Linked DNA regions of Mus musculus: regions 2, 3, 4, 5 and 6 are each linked to region 1. The links are chromatin contacts, called in public Hi-C and HiChIP or PLAC-seq maps. All regions are on one chromosome and are shown on one strand. The core of a region is the stretch at or near the end of the contact, and the rest is flanking DNA. Distances in the headings are between cores, read along the strand shown. Region 1 overlaps Rbks (ribokinase). Region 2 has its middle 8.8 kb from the start of Gm36665. Region 3 overlaps Babam2 (BRISC and BRCA1 A complex member 2). Region 4 overlaps Babam2 (BRISC and BRCA1 A complex member 2). Region 5 overlaps Babam2 (BRISC and BRCA1 A complex member 2). Region 6 overlaps Babam2 (BRISC and BRCA1 A complex member 2).

What was found. Hi-C and Micro-C count contacts between places; a contact is called where the count stands out from the background. HiChIP or PLAC-seq counts read pairs in DNA pulled down with a chosen protein or histone mark.
Region 2: a contact with region 1 is called in a Hi-C map of bone marrow-derived macrophages, with 20 read pairs. The contact joins two enhancer-like sites. A contact is called at or near these places in 1 of 484 Hi-C or Micro-C datasets (bone marrow-derived macrophages) and 6 of 115 datasets of contacts at active chromatin or transcription factors (the HPC-7 cell line, embryonic stem cells, epiblast stem cells and 2 more).
Region 3: a contact with region 1 is called in a FOXA1 HiChIP or PLAC-seq map of pancreatic cancer cells. The contact joins two enhancer-like sites. A contact is called at or near these places in 1 of 484 Hi-C or Micro-C datasets (bone marrow-derived macrophages), 7 of 115 datasets of contacts at active chromatin or transcription factors (acute myeloid leukemia, cardiomyocytes, embryonic stem cells and 2 more) and 3 of 9 other capture datasets (adipose tissue, embryonic stem cells and liver).
Region 4: a contact with region 1 is called in an HNF4G HiChIP or PLAC-seq map of pancreatic cancer cells. The contact joins two enhancer-like sites. A contact is called at or near these places in 1 of 39 promoter capture datasets (cranial neural crest), 1 of 484 Hi-C or Micro-C datasets (nephron progenitors), 4 of 115 datasets of contacts at active chromatin or transcription factors (the NIH/3T3 cell line, embryonic stem cells and pancreatic cancer cells) and 1 of 9 other capture datasets (pancreatic islet).
Region 5: a FOXA1 HiChIP or PLAC-seq map of pancreatic cancer cells shows a contact between it and region 1. The contact joins two enhancer-like sites. A contact is called at or near these places in 1 of 484 Hi-C or Micro-C datasets (myocytes), 5 of 115 datasets of contacts at active chromatin or transcription factors (acute myeloid leukemia, embryonic stem cells, extraembryonic endoderm stem cells and 2 more) and 2 of 9 other capture datasets (adipose tissue and liver).
Region 6: a FOXA1 HiChIP or PLAC-seq map of pancreatic cancer cells shows a contact between it and region 1. The contact joins two enhancer-like sites. A contact is called at or near these places in 5 of 115 datasets of contacts at active chromatin or transcription factors (acute myeloid leukemia, epiblast stem cells, extraembryonic endoderm stem cells and 2 more) and 2 of 9 other capture datasets (adipose tissue and liver).

The regions. Positions count from the first base shown.
Region 1 is chr5:31,635,680-31,638,802 of GRCm38.p6, forward strand. The region is part of intron 7 of Rbks (ribokinase); the gene reads right to left. All of the region lies in intron 2 of Gm38424 (a long non-coding RNA gene), which reads left to right. Among named protein-coding and RNA genes, the nearest start is that of Mrpl33, 23 kb to the left of the region's middle. Within about 2 kb of position 1,417, at least 95 of the 459 cell types and tissues checked have an H3K27ac peak or open chromatin away from gene starts, as enhancers often do. A contact at or near this core is called in the NIH/3T3 cell line, bone marrow-derived macrophages, myocytes and 1 more, where this site is marked.
Region 2 is chr5:32,110,715-32,113,837 of GRCm38.p6, forward strand. No RefSeq gene overlaps it. Among named protein-coding and RNA genes, the nearest start is that of Gm36665, 8.8 kb to the right of the region's middle. Within about 2 kb of position 1,692, at least 75 of the 459 cell types and tissues checked have an H3K27ac peak or open chromatin away from gene starts, as enhancers often do. A contact at or near this core is called in bone marrow-derived macrophages, where this site is marked.
Region 3 is chr5:32,068,527-32,071,649 of GRCm38.p6, forward strand. The region is part of intron 11 of Babam2 (BRISC and BRCA1 A complex member 2); the gene reads left to right. Among named protein-coding and RNA genes, the nearest start is that of Gm40277, 20 kb to the right of the region's middle. Within about 2 kb of position 1,490, at least 43 of the 459 cell types and tissues checked have an H3K27ac peak or open chromatin away from gene starts, as enhancers often do. A contact at or near this core is called in pancreatic cancer cells, where this site is marked.
Region 4 is chr5:32,014,706-32,017,828 of GRCm38.p6, forward strand. The region is part of intron 10 of Babam2 (BRISC and BRCA1 A complex member 2); the gene reads left to right. Among named protein-coding and RNA genes, the nearest start is that of Gm52770, 17 kb to the left of the region's middle. Within about 2 kb of position 1,451, at least 38 of the 459 cell types and tissues checked have an H3K27ac peak or open chromatin away from gene starts, as enhancers often do. A contact at or near this core is called in the NIH/3T3 cell line and pancreatic cancer cells, where this site is marked.
Region 5 is chr5:31,966,460-31,969,582 of GRCm38.p6, forward strand. The region is part of intron 7 of Babam2 (BRISC and BRCA1 A complex member 2); the gene reads left to right. Among named protein-coding and RNA genes, the nearest start is that of Gm52770, 31 kb to the right of the region's middle. Within about 2 kb of position 1,657, at least 67 of the 459 cell types and tissues checked have an H3K27ac peak or open chromatin away from gene starts, as enhancers often do. A contact at or near this core is called in myocytes and pancreatic cancer cells, where this site is marked.
Region 6 is chr5:31,934,636-31,937,758 of GRCm38.p6, forward strand. All of the region lies in intron 7 of Babam2 (BRISC and BRCA1 A complex member 2), which reads left to right. Among named protein-coding and RNA genes, the nearest start is that of Gm52770, 63 kb to the right of the region's middle. Within about 2 kb of position 1,451, at least 41 of the 459 cell types and tissues checked have an H3K27ac peak or open chromatin away from gene starts, as enhancers often do. A contact at or near this core is called in pancreatic cancer cells, where this site is marked.

The sequences.
Region 1 (3,123 bases), core at 167-2,666:
GTACTCCTCTCTAATTTACAGTGAGCGCTGACACAGATTGGTGTGCCTCTTCTTTGACATCAGTATTTCTCTTGAATTATGTATTTCTATCTGGAACAGGGTTTCTGGGCTGAGGCTTGCTTTCATTTAGATGGGTGAGAAGGATGAATGGGAGGTCAAGTGTGAAACCAAAGGGAGCTAATGCTCCAGTGTTCTCAGGCCCAAAGAGGCCGAGGTGAGATTAAAGGGGACACTGGTCTCCCTGTTTTCACTACATTGATTATACTTCAACTACTGTGCAGCAAAAAGCTCTAGATTCTTCGCTTGTTGGTACCCTGCCTTTATTTGTAAGATAACAGGTGATAATAACAACCGTATCACTGGGATTTTATTTAAAATTGAGTCACAGCCAAGAGAAGCCCCTGCTGGATACAGTACTCTGAGAGCTCTCAGGTTTCCCCGTGTACAGGGCTGTGGTGTTCAGGTTGGCTGCCCTCTGATTGGTGACACATGGCTCCTGGATTGACAGAGGTCATTTGCTGGCTCCCCATGGGCCTGCCCGTGTATTGGGGTTCTCTTTCAGCCTCACCAGTCAGTGATGGCCTCTTTCTGGCCAGTCACACCAATTCTGGAACATCTTGATGGGGTGGTCTGAAGTAACACTTGCATCCAAAAGATCTCATATAAAATGCAGACTTATCCAATAACATACACAGCAGACAACCCTGTACCCCTTCGTGCCCCTCACCCTACTTCCAGTCCAAGCTGGAGCCCAAAGGGACACCATATATTCAGCAATCTCTGAGAACCCTTCTCTAGCTTCACTTTCTACCTGAAACTCACTCTGTGCTGGGGGTAGAAATTTGGGGAAAGCTGTTTTGCCTGTTGCCTGCAGTCTAGGAAGCCAAGGAGAAAAATGGCTTATGGAGACTGAAAATAGGCTAAGACCTCTATTTGCCCAAAAATGTCTGCGGTAAATGAATTCATTCTATAATTCAGAAAGGAGGGAAGGAATCCTGAGTGCAAGCTAAAAGAAGAAGAAAAGCCCTATTCTTCTTGCACTGTTAATCTGCTTTGTGCTTAAACAACTTTACATATCTGCGAATAAATGGCACTTAAAAACAAAGTGTCCGATAGTGACTCATTGGGCTAGAAAGACTGGCCTTGCCTTCTGTGGTCAGCAGTCTTTCTTCCTGTGACTCCAGCATTCTAGACAGAAACCAGTTACTCCAATATGACTTGGTATCCTACAGGCTTTGCTGAGACCGTCTCTGCCCAGCGCTCCTCTCCACCAGCTGCTTTCTTCTGTTTGAACTATTATCATTGTTCTCTGAGAACTGCTAAACATACGGAGCCGTTGGATTAGCACACAGCAAAGGCATCTGATAGCCTGAGCAGCAGCCGCAGGTCGCACCTCTACTCATGCACAGGGCTTAGAGTAATTAGTCATTGCACAATGTTGTATTCATGGCCTTTCTGCGCCTGAGCTGTTAGGCCACAAGCTCTGCAGCAGTTGCTGTTAGGAGAGGGTTTCTTTCTGGGTTATTTATAATGTCCCCACTTCCTCACAGTGACTGCCTCACCCCCTGCTCTTGAGCCAGGTCTACACTGTGAGGACAGTGAAGGGACTGGGCAAAATTGTTTGCAGACTCTAGCTATGCTGAAAGGTGGAGCGGGTGATTCACTGCCAATGGCTTGAACCTGGTCTGTCTACACAACCCAAATCCAGCATGCCCTGCCTCACAGTCTCTGACAGGAATGGTTATATGGAGCCTGTTTCAGTCAGAAGGGAGCTGGTCTCTAAAGTATGCATTAGAGGGAAACTACCTGAGTATTGTGCTGGGAGGTATTTGAACGATGGATATTTATTACTCATTATTTATATGCATTCTATGCTATTCATTTTTAGTATATTTATTATTACATTCCAGCAGGTATTTAAGTGAAGGTAGGTTTCTGTTCTCAGTGCCTGTCTGCTGAAGAGAGAATTACCAGAAGGCAGGTACACAAGCCTACGAAAGACACACGCAGCCACTTGTGTTTGGAGTTTGGTTGTTACACTTCTGCCTCTATTACCATGGCTGGGTTTACTCTGTGGGAACTGGCTTCAGTCATAAGGTGAATCAGGATCCCAAAACATTTGAAAACCACAGAGACCAACGGAATGAAGTTTGTTTTTCCCACAAAATGTCCATCTTGTTGTCCTCTGCCACCCACAGGTGGAGTAAGCTGGCCTGTGAGCCCTAAGGCTTTGCCTGCTTCTGCCTTCCTAGGACTAGCATTGCAAACACACACTTGGCTTTTAAAGTATACATTGGTGAGAACCACTTTCCAGATCTCCCTGGTCCCTGTTGTTTGATTTCTTAAGGGCAGCTGTTCAGACTGGGGACAAATGGAAGTTCTCACCTCCCCCACAACTAGGGTTTCTTTGTGTAGCCCTGGCTGTCCTGAATCCCACTCTATAGACCAGGCTGGCCTTGAACTCAGAGATTAGTCTGCCTCTGCCTCCCAAATGCTGGGATTAAAGGCGTGCACCACTATCTCCTGGGTCAAATGGAATTTCAATACAGGTTTTTTGTTTGCTTGCTTGCTTCAGGGTCTTATATAGCTTAGGCTGGCCTTGAACTCAATACGTAGCTGAGGCTGACCTTAAACTCCTAATCCTCCTACTTCTACTCCCCAAATGCTGGGATTACAGGTCTATGGCACCATACCTAACTAAAAATCTGGTATGGTATCATGTGACCACAATCCCTGCAATCCTGTCCTCGGAGATGATGAGGGTAGGAGAATCTTGAGACCCACTGTAGTACATTATGTAAACACACTCATACACATACACACCTCTTTGTTTATACCATTAACAGTATCGTTGCACAGAGTACAACCTATAGTGTGCAGTCATATTTTCCTACACAAGCAAGCAGATGTTCAGGTCTATGACGCACACACCTGCCTTTTGACTGCCCTGCACACCTGCATCAGCAACAGTGAAGACCACGGGCATGGCAGGCTCAGCGTTCTGGGCTTTGCAGTTTGACAACATTTATTTTATTTATTTGGACTGATGCTGAAATGACTGCTCCTTCTCCATCCCATGCCACTCTTCTCTGTGGCCACACTTGGGCTATCTCTGAGACAGGC
Region 2 (3,123 bases), core at 442-2,941, 480 kb after region 1:
CTCTAGGCCTGGTATCCACACATCTCAAGCTCCAATAAAGATCTCTGTACACACACCACACACTTTGGACACGTGTGCTTCACACACGTGTGCTTCACTAACCCTGGCTGGGACAGCAGCTGACCTGGCCCTTCTGAAAGCCGGACCTATCCGCCTTATCAGGTGAGAACCAAGGCCCAGAGAGAGGAAGTTGGTTGTTCAAACAACAGTAGGTGGTTGAGCCAGGAAGTGGGACATACTCCTCACCCCCACCCCCACCCCCACCCCTACCCCCACAGTGTTGGCCTTCTCTGGGCACAATGCAAAGTCCCAACAAAGCCAGATTCCTCTCTCAAAGGGGCATCTGGATTCCCACACAGGGCTTCCCCCAACAGAGAGTTCCAGAGGCAAAGGCTGACAGAGACACGGGGACTAGGAGAGTGACCGGGCACAGATAAAGTAGGCCTGTCTCTGAGGCCACTGGGTCCTCTCTTGCCCTCCTTCTTCCATTACTGGCAGTGAAAATTTGAGTCCCCAAGAGGAGGCAGTTACAAAGGTAATTTTCGTGGTAATCCAGCCCAGGTCAACTGATCTGTTTTTCTATTAATTGTTTTCCCTAAAATTGCCTTGTTCTCTGAGTTCATGCAGAGCCCCCTCAGGAGCTATTTTATCATATCTGGTTTCTAAATGGTCATACAGCACTGGCTTTCTTACCTCAGGCATATCATGCCCTTCCTAAGGGACGAGGAGTCATTCTCGTCTGCTGGTTAAGCGAGTGGCTTCCGTGGAGGCCTTTCCGCTTTGGAAGTCTATGGAAGGACTTAAGGAGGAGCAGTGTGTGGAAGCCAGAGGCCTATCTGATAACGGGAAAAGGATGGGAAGGCAGCTTAACAGGGAGGCAGGGCAAGGCATGGGGCTCTCTTGCTCTGAAAAGGGGAGAGTGAGTGAGAACTCCCCCAACAATGTGGCAGACATCTTAACCTCCATGTATCTGTGCCACTGCGTCTGTCCTCCCCATCCCATCCCTACCCCCACCCCCCAAGGGGACAGAGGAGAGACAGATGACATGCCTAGGTAATGAACTAGCCCAGAAGGGGAAAGATAACACCTGGAGGATTACGGATGCTTAGAATTTAACACCTCCTTCTCTCAGATCCAGAACCTAGCAGATAGATCCCCTGGGGGAGGATCCTGCTTGCCTCTGCCTGGTGTGGTACTCCACATTGGGCTTGCCTAGACCTTTGGGGACTGAGAGAATGAGGAAGCATGTGGCCATTCCTCATACCTCCATTTTCTGATTGATTCCTTTTCTTACCAGTGTGCCTGCCTATCTTCTACCAGGGACTCTAAGCCCCCTAAAGGGAACTGCGTGAGGCTCCCAATAGTTAGTGGTCAAGTGTTCCTGGGTCTAGTCTGCATCTCCCAAATGCAATTCTTACATTTATATACGCCCCCTGACTCTCCGTGGCCTCACCCCAGCACCTAGGGGTACAGGGTTCACTGATTGTTTGTGGATTGTATGGGAAGAATGTTGAGCACAAAGTGCTGGGCTCCAGAGACCTGGATTCCAATCCTGTTCTGACACTCACCACCACCCTTACGGGTAAAGAAAGGCTAAACACTCAGAACTTCCGTTTCCTTGGCTGTACCATGAATGCTGAGCCGGACACAGAGAGAATAGCATTATCACTGTCAGTATTACTTGTCCTCTAGAGTCCTAGAAGGGCAGCTCTGCCTGGCAAACCCCTCTGCTGTGGGCAGCCCCACCCTTCCTGCTCCCCTCTCTGCCCCTCCCCAGTTCAGTGATGGGGTGTTTTTAGGATAAGCATCCAACACAAGCACTGTGCCTTGAGGAATGATGGCCCTACTCCCAAATGGGGGAGTCCCTGCCGAGACCCTGGAAAAGACCAGTGACCAGGGGCCTTTGCAAGTAGGACTATGGCCGGAAATGGGTTGGATGAGGCCTGTGGCAGTGGCTGGTTGCTTGGTTCCCATTTTAAATGAGGAACTGCCTAGACTGCCCACTTAACCACAGACAAGGGCCTCAGCTTTCTGCTTTCCTCTGTCTCTGAACTCCAGTGTCTGGGCTGTGTTCCTGGTCCTGCTAGGATGAGTGGGAAACTGCTCCCATCACCCCTCCTGCCTGTTCCTGTTTTGGCCGTGAGGATCCAGTTTCCAGCTGGGTCAGCTCTCTGCCCCTTTCTGCCCCTCGGATCCATTCAGCCTGGGAGCAGTGACCAAGCCTGTGGCGTTCAGTGGTCCTAGACTCCAGGCACTGGTGGGGATTGCCATGATTGTTTTATTACTGACCCACTGCATAGACAATGAGGTCTAGGTTTGCCCAAGGCCAAGCAGCTGATTTGGTAAGCCACTGAGATATCAGGCAGGATCTGGCTACCCCCAAGGCTGATTCAAAGACCTGGAAAGGAGAAAAGGGGAGGGAAGAAAGGAGAAAAGATAATGGGTTCTGTCCATGTGCAAGAACTAAGCAATTACCACCTAGAACTGCCTTTTCACTTTGCTGGAGGAACATTTAATTGCTTCCTACAAATAATAACAAAACACCGTGCAGTGCCGGGCTTGTTCTATGCAAGGACTAAGTACTTCACATCGTGAACTGGTCCCAGGCTTAGAGTCAGCAGACCTGTCCTCTCTCAGGAGTCCCAGCCATCCTGAGCACTGGCCCCTGTCATCCCACACTGGCCTCCAATCATGACCCTCTTGCTTTGGCATTAACTCAGACATCTTCTCTTCCTCCAGCTACAGAGATTTTTGACCCCAGTCGCCTACCCATCCAGCATCCTGACCTCCAGTTCTGTGGCCACTACAATCTGGACTGAAATTGTCTCTCCCTTCAGCAAGTGGCACCCCTGGTAGGAACTTTGACCTCGTCTTGGAGAGTTCCTTTCTTAAAATCCCCTCAGACTACGATATTCCTGCATCCACCTAGCCCCAGTTCCTCATAGGAAATACTTCCTCATTTTTTATAAAGTTCAAACATGTATGGCAACTTGCACCTGTAATTCCATCACTTGGGAGGCTAAGGCAGGGGAATTACTGTGATCTCTCTAGGCTAGCCTGGGCTAAGGCAAGACCTTGTATCAAAATAATTATCACCCCAAAAGTCCAATATATAAAAAAGTT
Region 3 (3,123 bases), core at 240-2,739, 430 kb after region 1:
AGTAACAAATAAGTTCATAAAAGTATCCCCCTTGCAAGACATATTGACACTAAAATGTCAAATGCTGTTTATCTAAAGCTTGAACATAGTAGGGCTTCCTGTGCTGAAGGACAATCCAAACCAGGTCCTTAGCTAGAGCAACCTGCATATCTAAAAGTAGGATCGACTCTCCTTGTCTCTCAGGTAATAAAAGCTCTATCTAGAGGACCTCGGGCAGAGCCAGCAGTGCAGATAGTCCCCACTGTGTGGGAGTGGGAGTGGGAGAGGCAGGAGGAATGTCACATGCTGATCTGCACATCCCTCCCAGCTCTCAGTGTCCCTAAACACAACACAGCTCAGACCTGCCTGCCTCAGGCTTCAAAGTTCCATGGAGGATTTTTCTTTTCAGAACATTCTCGCAGACAGTTGGTAGAAGAGGCCTCAGAGGCCTAGTAACTTATCTCACTGAAGAAGAGCCAGCCTCAGAGTCAATGAGTGCCTCCTCTACAGGGTTCCTCCTGAATTTGAGAGAGCAACCCTCATCCCCCATGTGGGATGCTAATGGACTGGCTGGTCACTGCACCAAGAATCTGAGACTAGAGAAGGCAGTTCAGGAGGAGGCGCTCTGCCCCAGTTCCGAATCTCTTCTGTCTTCTGCTTTGGGCCCTTAGTGATTATTCAGGGGATCTGAGAGTTCCAGGCACTCTTGTTTCTGAATAGTTTCTGTGGATTGCAGGATAAGCCCTCCCTAGGGCCGGTGCTCCCTCCTTTGAGACACCACGCTAGGCTATGTATTTGGATCCCTCTCTTGAAGGCAGTGGCTAAGCCCTAACAGACCATGCTGCTGGGAATGGTGGATTCCCTGAGACCAGGCTGATCCTAGCCTGCCTGGTGCACACTTCCTTGCTACATTCTCTGCCCCACCCTGACCAAGTGTTCTGTGGTTGCAATGGAAAAATCCACCTTAAAGAAGATAGTTTTAAACATCAGCTTCAGGAAGATTCTGTGTAACCTGAGGTGAGAATTAAAGCAAAGCAGGTTTAGGTTTGGGCAGAATCGAGTACCCTTGTGCCTGAGAGTGACTTTGACCTCTTATTCCTCCCAGACTGATTATCCAGCTGCCAGAGAGTTCTTAGACGAATCACTTCATTAAATAGTGTCACTGGCAAGGTGATATTAGCCCTAAGACCAGTTTTATCTGGACGTTCTGAAAGCACACTTGACTGTTCAGGCAGAGACGGCCCACGTGAACCGCAAGCTTGATCATGGGATCTTCCTTTCTTCATTTTCTTGTTCTTGCCTCAGCCTGTCAGGAGACCAAGAAAACTTGTTTTGAAAATGCTTGACAGCCAAAACAACCTGTTCTCAGCCGGACAAGAGGGCTTGTCCTCCCTGACCATTTCTGTGCAATTAGACAAACTGCTGACTGGAAAAAACGAATTTGCTGCTTTCTTCTCCTATTGTCCACAGACAAGTGCAGTGGCTTTCCAGTTCCTTTTGGCTTCTTTCCACAGCCCTTCTCCTGAGGCACTCTTAGACTGTGTCTGAGTCTCGCTGATTAGTGACCACGAGCAGCATACACTAGGAAAGCCACAACCCCTTCTTCCATCAGTGCGAGATGAGTTGTGTATCCCATCTTAGACAGATTGGACCCAAACAGAGATGTTTAACCTGTGATTTTCCATTCAATTGTTAGTCCCTTCTTGTAGGGTGAAAGTCTTATTTAAAATCTCCAATTATCCAAGTAGCCATCTTTCCTTCAACTTTGTTGGCTCTTGGGCCTGCTCTGTTCCCACCATGAAGCCTTGCAAATTCAGTCTTGGACAGCAGCATAATTCCCTGAGGGAATTCACCTCTACACAGAGAAGGTGCAGACTAGATAAGGGATCAGTGAACAGTCAGAGATCTGCACTACCAGCGCCTGTTTTTATGAATAAAGTTTTATTAGAACATAGCTACCCCTGTCCATTTACATCTTGTCTACAGCCATGATCAGTTCAGAGCAGATACGAGTTATTGTGACAGAGATTTGACCTACAAGCTGAAAATATCTAATGTCTGACTCTTTACAGAATATGTGTTGACCTTTAAACTGGAAGTGCTCTGAGTTCTAACAAGGACTCTGGTCCCTAAAGTAGGTACCAAGGAGCTGACTAGGAAATAGGTCTCTCCTTCTCCCCATAGTTGGCACTACAGAGCATGCTCTGTGAAGTGCATAAAGGGTGGGGAGCTTACTCCCCTTTGTTTTTACAGGTTTTTTTTTTCTGTATGTCTGTGTTTGTTCATTGGTCTGGTGGCTCTGACACACATGGTGTCTACCAGATTTAGATGGGGGCAGGGGGCCAACACCCTCCTTGCTGCGTGGGACTGATTGTCTTCAGCGGCTTGGTTCAAGGTGGGACACCCATGTGTACCTACATGGAAGGGAATGCTGATTTGAATACTGACTCATCTGCTTGGTAAACACAGTGGGTAAGGGAACCACATGCTGTCTTCAAGAGCCCAGATGCCCAACCCTCTCCCACCCCTGCTCTGTCTGGATTCGCCTTCTCTCCCAGTCTGAGCAGTGGGATGGGGAAGAAGGCCAAAAGTGCTGAAGTGATTGGTAAGCTCTAGTAAGAAACCAGGAAGGGCTCCTAAGGGACCCCCTAAAATGTGAGCTAGGGGGAAAACCAGTGAGGCTCCTAAAGGACCTCTAACGTGAGAGCTAGGAAGCACCTATTTTTTTTTTAACCTTTTTGCACTCAAAGCCAATGCAAACAAGGGTGTCATTTATAGAATTCACTTCCCAATGAATTTACTTTGCGAGCTTCTGTTATATACCAGCTCTTTACTGACCAAAACTGCAAACTTGGTCTGCAGGAAAGCTTGTGCAGACTAGGAAAGGCTGCCTCTGCCCCCTTTAGGTTGGTAGTTTCACTAGTAGCTTGGAACAAAGCTGTCTCTTTTCTCTGCTCCTCTGACTCTGAATGAACACACAGCTTAGCAAGATGAGCACAGGCTGGGCACTGTGTTGCCCTGCCACAGCAGTTGCTGGACTCCCAGATGCAATAGCGGTTGCTGACACTCGCCCGGTGTGTCCACAGAGTCCTGTAATGTGATCCTTGCTGCCTGGTATGTCGCCTTGCCTTTGAGATCATAACA
Region 4 (3,123 bases), core at 201-2,700, 380 kb after region 1:
TCTGACCTCTACGTGTGTGCCCCCTCCAAATATTGCATGTAATCAAAAATTAAAATAAAAAAACACTGCAAGGCCTAGTGGTACCAGCTTATATTCCAGCTACATCAGGAGTCTGAGGCTGGAAGGACCCACAAGTCCATGCTAAGGATCCGGTACAATGTACATTCAAGACCAACCTGAGTCCCATCTCAAAATGTAAAAAGTAAGCTGTCTGTATAGCTTATGGTAGAACACTTGCCAAGCACATGCAAGAACGTGAGATCACGCCCCAGTGCACGAGCAATAGAGAAAGTAACAAGCACAGGTGAAAGCAGAAGTCGCCCAGGCTCCTTGTGTGTGCAACACCTGCACTGCAGCTTTGTCTCTTGTCTCTTCTCCCAAACCTCCTTGTCATTTGCTTTTAGAATTCTCTGGAGTATTTTGAAGCAAGTGTAAACCACATCTCTTGTATCGTCTATGAATACTTCCGTATGCATCTGTGTGTATCTCTAACAGTGGTGATTTCTAAGGAATGCATCCTACATTCTTATAGCTAATTCTTTAACGTCAGGTAATTCTCAGTCTGCCTATAAGCTTCCCTGTTGGTCTCAGATATGCCTTCTTCTTTGCAAGGTTTATTCTTGTGCATGAGATTGTGTGCATTATATGCATGCAGGTGACCACAGAGTCCAACGGGTACTGGATCCCCTGGGTCTGGAGTTACACACAGTGTAAAGCTGCTGACGTGTGTTGAAAATTGAATCCAGATCCTGTGGAAGATCAGTAGCACTCTCCACCACTGAGCCATCCCTCCAGTCCCTCGGACATATTGTCTTTACAGCTAGCTTGTCCAGATCAGGATCCAAAACAGGATCCCTGAATCTCGGAAGTGTCCCTAAAGAAAAGCGGTGGTCCTCAGTTATGGACATCACCTTCTATTTTTCTTTTCAGAGTATGGTTAAGAAAATCTGCTGAGGTAAGAAACTGTTAAGAGTATCAATTCACCCTTAAAAGAGGCAAGATCTTACCCTATGTAATACCTGACATTGCAGAGAGTTACTAGCTACCTCACTTAGACTATGAGCCATTCAATCTTTACGTCAGCTTTGAATAGAATTTTTAGCAGTTACAGAATGTATTTGTCAGCTCTGCTACTATAGAATTTACAATATTTGCTTTATAGTGGGACCACACGGATATAATGTTTTTCTTGTTTTCTGTTGTATAGTGTGTTTTGAGGTCTGTACATGTTGGCTTATGTGTTTTAGAGTTGCGTCCTTGTTGGTTACTGAGTAGTATTCCACCCCAGATAGTGAATATTGGTTTTTTTGCAGTATCTGGTGATTACGAATAGTGCTCCTTGGATGTAATTTAAGGGAGATCTTTGTTTTGACAATGCTTTTAGTTCTGCTTAGTTAACTGTGGGGTAGGAATGCTGAGTCACCCATCCAGTGTGTGTTTAACTCAGTCATCCACCACCATGCTGTAAAGCAGTGTGACTCTTTACAGTCTTCCCGACAGAGCGTGAGGTTTCTGTTCTTTCGCATGCCTTCCGGCTCTCGCTATCATCAGTCTCTAATCGCAGCCACAGTGGGGTCTGAGAGACTGTCCTGGGGTTTTTAATATGCAATCCCTCATGTGCAGTGCTGCTGAGTGCTCTGTGTGCTAACCACCGAGGGAGTGTGTGGGAAATGGGAGGGTCTGTTGAAATCTTTTTTCTGTTTTTAATTGGCATGTTATTATCTCATTTTTCAGTTTTTGAGCTCCCCTCCCCTTGTCCTGGGAATCAAACACAGAGCCTCCAGCATGTTGGGCAAATGCTATACCATGGGGCCTTATCCCTATCTATGACTTAAGAATTCTTTATAAACTTGGCTGGGATCCATTTGTCAGTAACGTGTTCTATAAACTTTAACAGAGCCATTTGTTATTTGTTTGTTTGTTTAACTGCATCTTTCCAAAAACTACATTTACAATTTTTATGAGGTCTCTTTTTATCACTTCTTAATTTTATAGAACATTTTTTTGCATCCTGCTTAATTAAGTCACCTAATCCAATTCAAATTTTCCTAAATTAAATTAATTTTTTTGAGATGGTATCACTGGAAGTCCAGACTTCTCCTCGACAAGCTTTGAGCAGCAGTAGCAGCATGGTAGGCAGAGAGCCCACCCTAATTAAGTTGTTTCCTTGTAGAAAGTTCATAGTTTTAATTCATGAATACAGGTCTGTATTCTGCCTCAACTTTATGTATGGTGTGAAGTGAGGGACATGATTTGTATATATTTTTTTTTAATTTTCATTCTAGAAACATTGATCAAAAAGACCCAATTTCCCCCACTGAATTGCTTTAGTATCTTTGTAAAAATATTAGTGGACCATGTGAGTTTCAGGTCAGCCTGGGCTACATAGTGAGTTCCAGATTAGCATATTCTAAATACCATGAGCTTTCAGAGAAGGCAGTTATTTTTGCTTTTATGTTGAGCTTTAGTTGATTCCTTAGGATTTTTAGATACATGATCATATTATCAAGAAATGGAGAGCTGGGAATATCAGTCAGAGTGTCTGCCTACTATGAATGAGGGCCCGAGTTCAAATCCAGCACTGAGATAGATGGAGAGACGCTGTCTTACTTCTTCCTTGCTCTATGCCTCCTTTTCTTCCTCCTTCCTTGCCTTCCCCCACCCCTCCCTTTCTTCCTTCTTCCCTGTGGCCTCCAGGTAGACCTGCGAAGGTGTCTACTCATTGCACAGTCATTTGACCTTCTTGTGCTTCAGGCATTTTTAAGCCATGGGGATGCCAGGATGCTTGGGATCTTCTCTGAAATGGCTCACATTCTTGGGGCAAATGAACATATAAACCATACAGACATGATAGTGCATACCTGTAATGCCCACACTTGGGAGGCTCAGGGGCTAGGATCACAAGTGTACAATGAGACTCAGTCTCAAAAGCCAAACAAACACAACTTAACAATGAAACATTCTTTAAAGTATAATGCTAGGTATCCACCAGCTATCATGGGAACACGGGGTAGGACACCCAACTTACTAAAGCAGGAGGGCTGGAAGAGCACTTTAGGCAGACAGATTAGCACAAGCAAAGATCCTGAGAGAAGAAATGGTCAAGTGTTTGTGAAGAACTGC
Region 5 (3,123 bases), core at 407-2,906, 330 kb after region 1:
TAAAAAGCCAGGAGACTCTTAGCAGGGAGATTACACCTTCAGGAATGTGGGCTAATACTCTCCCAGGCTATGAGAACCTTTCGTAATGGAGGGTAGCCATATCATTTCTGAGCTTTAGTCTGTCTTCTGGGTTCTTGAAGTCAGTGATGACAGTGAGTGTGACCCGGGCTGGTGTGCTGAGCGCTGCTAAAGCCCATCAATATTCCACCTGCTGCTCACTCTGCTTCCTGCCTAGCCATGTGCCCTTTGGAATATCTTTCAGTCTAGATGAAGGGGCATCTTTTGGACATATTGCTTTCAGAGGTTCCATTAGTTTCTAATGCACACACGAGGCAATGCTGGCTTTTTAATTCCACGCTTACCTAACTCAAGCCCTGTGTAAGACTACCATTGTTCTTTATCCTTTCATTGCTGTTTGACTCCACTCTTGCAACACTCCTTGACTCTGTGTACAGCTGTCACCACAGCCACCCCCACGACTACTACAGAGAGGGAGAGAACAGCAGGTGACGTTCCTTGAGTGTTTGTGTGTGCCAAGCCCTGGCTTCAGTGCCTTACACGTGGATCTTGTTTTCAGCTCCACATTGTTCCTGGGAAGTGGGTGCTGTGACCTCTCACTGAGTGGCAGAAGAGATTGAAGCACCTTTCAGACTCTAGATCTGAGGACTTGACCCTATATCAGTCTCTTCCATGAACACTTACAGATGAGATGGCTCAGAAAACAAAACTGACTCACTATTATAGGCCCAGTAAAACATGAACAACAGAAATGCTTAGTGTGCTTGAACAAGAGCTCTCTTTAGTGTCACACCATGCTGTGACAGCTACTCAGTAAGTTTGGTACTTGGAGATCCTTGAAAAGAAAACTAAAGTACAAGGATGTGTATAAAAGATAGAGATTTTTGTGAAATTTCTAGTTATCTCCAAGGGATTTTAAGTCTGGTGGCATAGGCTGTGAACCAGGTCAAACTGCTGCATTGTTCTTTATTTAGCACGAATTTCTTACCTACTGCTGACGACTGGTAATGTCTCTGATTCAGGATGTTGTTTGCTGCTGGGTTTGGTTTTGTTAAGTTTTCTCTCTTCACAAATGGAAGGAAATGTGTTTTCCCTGAATATATCGTCATTTCATGTAGAGCCTGAGAGAAGAGGCAGTGTGTGTAGGCATATCCACATGGGATTTGACAAACCTGCCCAGATGGGCAGGGGCCCAAGATTGCCCAGTGGAGCCAGGGTTGAGTAGCAACCTGTAACCCAGCACACACAGCCCTACCTTCCCAATGACCTGATTGCAGGCTGCATGCCTCTTTCTCCTGGTGAACTCTTGGTGCCTTTCCTCCGAGCACCTGGAGGCGGGCAGGTGCTTCTGGCTCTAGCTCTGCCTTTACTGGTCCTGGCTCCACTAGCCCAGAGTGTACAGAGTAGCCAAATTAGGTCCCAGGAGCCTTTAAAAATATCGTGTTTTGATATACTTGGCCAGCTCAGTTATCCACAACTGTCTACTCCTGCAGTTCAGAGATCCATTAGTGGCTAAAGTCTGGTAAGGTGGGTGTTTGTCTCCATAGCAGGAAGTCAACAGTCAGTGTTGCTCCCGTCGCCTGATCATTCCTTTCAGGTGGGGTGGGGCCTGGTGATGATTGCCATGTTTACCTCTGAGGTAATGTTTTCTGTAGTCACAGTGTTGGGTGGAGAAGGGCCTGATTACCAGTAGTAATCTGCTAGGGTTGCTGGCCTGCAAGCTGCAGGTGGGAACCCTGCCAGTACCAGAGACTTTGGACTTCTGCATGATGTTTAGAAGGCGCAGCCCAGGGACAAAGAGCCAGCCTGGACATTGCAATCATTTTCAAGTTTCTAGTCACTGAATTAGAAGCATTACCCACTGAGAGACGACCAGGGTAGCAGACATGAGGCAAGTGCTGGGGCTGTACTGCTGTCACGTGGTTTATTCATTCATCCCATGTGTCCTCACCGAGCAGCTGTCATACATTTGGTCAGCCACATAGCACTCCTGACTCCCCACAGCTCTCCTGAACATGCATTCAGAGGCATTTGGCCTGCTGTTAGAGTGTCTTGACACTGGGAAGCAGTGGTTTCAGAATCAAGTTACACCTTGCAGACTGAAATCATTTTACCTGCAGTGGAGAGTATAAGAGGGAGTCTGTTTCCCTACTATTTTTTAGATAAAATTATTTAGTAAAATAATCTCAAAATATACATCCATATGTGTGCATGTATAGTGTGTGTGTGTGTGTGTGTGTGTGTGTGTGTGTGTAGACAGACAGAGCTTAGATTACAGAGGTCTTAAAGCTGAGGCCACAGATACTTGGGGGTAATCAGACCCTCACTGTAGTATCTAAAAGACAAACTCCATAAATGTGGCACCCCTGGGCTCACAGGCACTGTGGTTTTCTGTAAGTCCATCCAGCTCTTCAGTATTTAACTTGTTGAACAAGAAAAGTGTGCAAGGCTTCCTGGGCAGGGGTGACCTCTCTGGGCCGTCTCAGTACTCTTGCACCTTCTACTAATTAGATGTATAATATCTATTATGTGCCAGAATAGAGTCCAATCTTGTAGTGAACTGCAAAGAGAACATGTTTCTATCCTTGAGCTGTTCATCGTCTAGGGAGAGAGAATACTATAATATAATAAATGGCAGCAGTTGGAAGTGTTGCTTGACCTAGGAACCCAGCACACTCAAGGACCAGGAAGAACTCTGGTAACTTTCTGGTGTACTAGGGATGGGAGTTCCCACCAAGGTGTGATGGTGGCTGAGCTGAGCAGTTAAAAAAGACCTTAGAAATTACCTTTCTAATGGTATGTTACAGTAATATTCATTGTCAAACTACATTTTATCTAGTGATAATCTTTACTTTGGCTTTTTTTAATTTTATTTTTATTTTTTTAATCCTTTTTTACAGTGCAGACTTCATCCCCCTCTCTGTCTGCCCCTCCCTGTCCCATAACCCACCCTCATCTCCATGAGGATGTCCCTACACCCACACCTCACCAGGCCTCCCCACTCCAGGGGCCTCAAGTCTCTTGAGGGTTAGGTGCATCTTCTTTGATTGAGTCCAGATCCAGCAGTGCTCTGCTGTATATGTGCCGGGGCCTCATATCAGCTGG
Region 6 (3,123 bases), core at 201-2,700, 300 kb after region 1:
GCCTGTGAAGGGCTCTGTCAGGTTTCAGTGAACAGATGTTTATCCCACAACGCTTCCCCTCTTCTTGGGGTTTGTCTAGTGCATTACAGAAAAAAGGAAGAAAAAGAAACCTTAAACTGTTTACACTAATTATCCCCTTTTGCTGCTCTTGCTTGTTTTGTTTTGCTCTTTCTTTTTCCCATACATTAAGAAGTCTTCATGTGAGGAAGTTCTGCCCAGCTGCTCTCTGGAATGGACCCTTCCATAGCTTAAACTGGGAACCTTTTGTTCTTGGATCTGAGTACAGCTCAGCTCGCCTTGTCACATGTGTGTTGGTGCACTGGCTTCCAAGAAGTTTATAGGCTTTTTCTCAACCCATTTCCTTCTTACCCCAAAGATAATCTGCTTCTATGACTTTCCTTCAAGTAAACAACTCCAGATCCCTTCATTGTATCTGTTCTCCCTGTGGCTCAGTCAGTACTTTATGCAGCCAGGCCGCTCTGAAGCCTGTGCTTAAGTTCGGTGCGTTCCGTGCCACCGTCCTAGCTATTAAATACTAAGTCAAACCCTTTCTTCTGTCTCTCTTTTGTTCATGTGTTCACTTACTTTTTCATTTCCTTTGTTCAAGAAATACACATATATATTTAGCTCCTGCTGTGTACCAGGTACAGCTCTGGGTACAAAGGAGTCAGCAATAAGTAAAACCAGACGTGGTCTTGGCCTTCAAGGAATTCCCATTGTAGTGAGGGAGAAAGGCATATAAAGGATTAATTACAATTCAAGGTGATGCACACTATAATAGTAGAGTTCAAAGTTCTTTGAAGAATGGCAAGAGTGTAATTGGCTCTGCCTCAGGCATCAAAAATACCTTCCCAGACTATTTGACATGTGTTTATTCTAGACATAGAACAGCATATATGGAAGATGTGTTTGCAAAATGGTAAATGGTCCAGAGAGGCCAGTAACTAGGATATAAGAAATGATGAAGGTAAAGCTGAGAACTCAAGGTGGGCAGCAGCCTAGCTCACTTATTTTGCAAATAAGGCTTAAAAATCATTCATATATATAATATACATATATATTATATATGCATATATACACACACACATATATCTTTCAGAAAAGAGAAGGTACGAGCAATGACAACTTTTAAACACACACTCAATGTGTTTAAAATGAGTGAGTCACACACTCAATGTCATAGGCTCAGTTGTATTTGCTTAAAATCCATATGCTCTGGTCCCATCCCCAAGACCTCAGAAAGTGACTGTATTGGAGATGGGTCCTTTCAGTGGATGTTAAGTTAAATTGACGTTGTTTAGGAGTGTTTTAGTCAGTAGGGCTGGGGTCCTTACCAGAAAAGGAAGATGAGAGGCAGAGGGAGAAGTCTATGAAAGCATGCTGAGAAGAGACTCAGCAGCCAGCACTTTACCTCTAAACCAGGAAGTGCACTTCTGTGTTCAGTGACTCAGTCTGTGTGCACTTAGTTATAGGAGCCTTGAAAAAAATGGATACACTCAACATTGTGATTTATAGGGGGCTGGAGAGATGACTCAGCGGGTAAGAGCACTGACTGCTCTTCCAAAGGTCCTGATTTCAAATCCCGGCAACCACATGGTGACTCACAACCACCCATAATGAGACCTGAAGCCCTCTTCTGGCGCATCTGAAAACAGCTACAGTGTACTTGTGTATAATAATAAATAAAATCTTTTTTTAAAAATTGTGATTTATAAATATGGTTATGTAGAGGGTGCTGGCTTGGGATGGACAGTTATGAGGAAGAGGAAACAGGACTAAGGTGCTGAGGCAACGTTCTAGGCTGCTGAGGGATTATACTTGTAAGATACCCTTTTAACCAAAATAGTGAATACCATAGAGAAGACACCTTTGGGAGAGTAGAGAGGAGCAGAACCCCAAACAGCACATTTAGATTTAGATCTGTCTGTTTCTGGTTTTACCTTGGGTAGCTGAGCTACTTGGGTGGTATCCAGGTGAATTTTCTTGCTGCTGGCCCTTGCTTGAGTTCTGCAGCAGGAGTGATAGTTTCCCGTTGTCTCTGTCCCTGCTTCACACTAGCTGGTATGGCCATGACTGCATCCTTCTCCTCTGGGCACGTTTCCACAGGGAGTCATCCCTGCAGCTGCAGTTCACTCGAGTTCAAGTCCTGGGCTACACAATGCCAGCCCACTGTTGTCAGGCCTGTGGTGTCTCTGCCTCTGGTTTGTTTCTTTAGCTCTGTGTTCAGCTTCAGTTGGCCCTTTGCATGCACCATCTCTCTCAGTGACTTGAAAGTACCTCCTTCTAGGCGGAAGTCCTAGAGACAGGAGGAAATGTATAATGACACTTGGAAAGAGTCTGAGTGTGAGTGTAGATTTGGTATTCTGTAGGTTAGGTCTGAACTGATTCATTGCCAATAGCAGTGAAAAGTGAAAGGGGTCATGGGTAGAATGCTGGAAAACTTAAACTCCTCAGGAATTGGCTAGCTTTGTAGCAAAGTTGGATTTTATTTATATAATTCCTTAAGTCTGATTACATGAATAAATGCAAGTGAATAATTCCGACTGAATATTCCCACTAGTAACATAACACTAAAGTATATGGTGGCATATGCCTGTAATTCCAAACTCAGGAGGGTAAGGCCAGGGGTCATGAGTTCCAGTTTCTGGCCCAGCTTGAGAACCAAGAGAGAAGCGGGGAGGGGCTAGAGACAGACAGACAGAGACAGATAGAAACTGATTTGTCATAAAGAAGGGAACCAATGAACAGTGGGTCAGTTTATAGAGAGTAAGTAGAATAACAAAAGTAACATTTACAAACCTCAGAAATATAATTATTAAAAACCCTATATGTCTAATTACAAGTTACTTAGAAATATATGTCTTAATGAAATTTACTAAGTCCTTTTGGATGGCACTCCTTGTGGCCAAGATTTATTTTACCCTATGTTCCAAAATAATAAAGTCTGTGCTACCTGTTAAACAGACAGTTGTGGTGATTATATGTTAATTTTTTCCTTGTGGTGTTATTAATCTGTATTTCTATATCATAGGTGCCACTATCTTTCTTATTATTGATGATGAATCCAGCACTTAGAGACGTCAGTAATTTTCTCCAGACCACACAGCTAGTAAACGTTAGAGC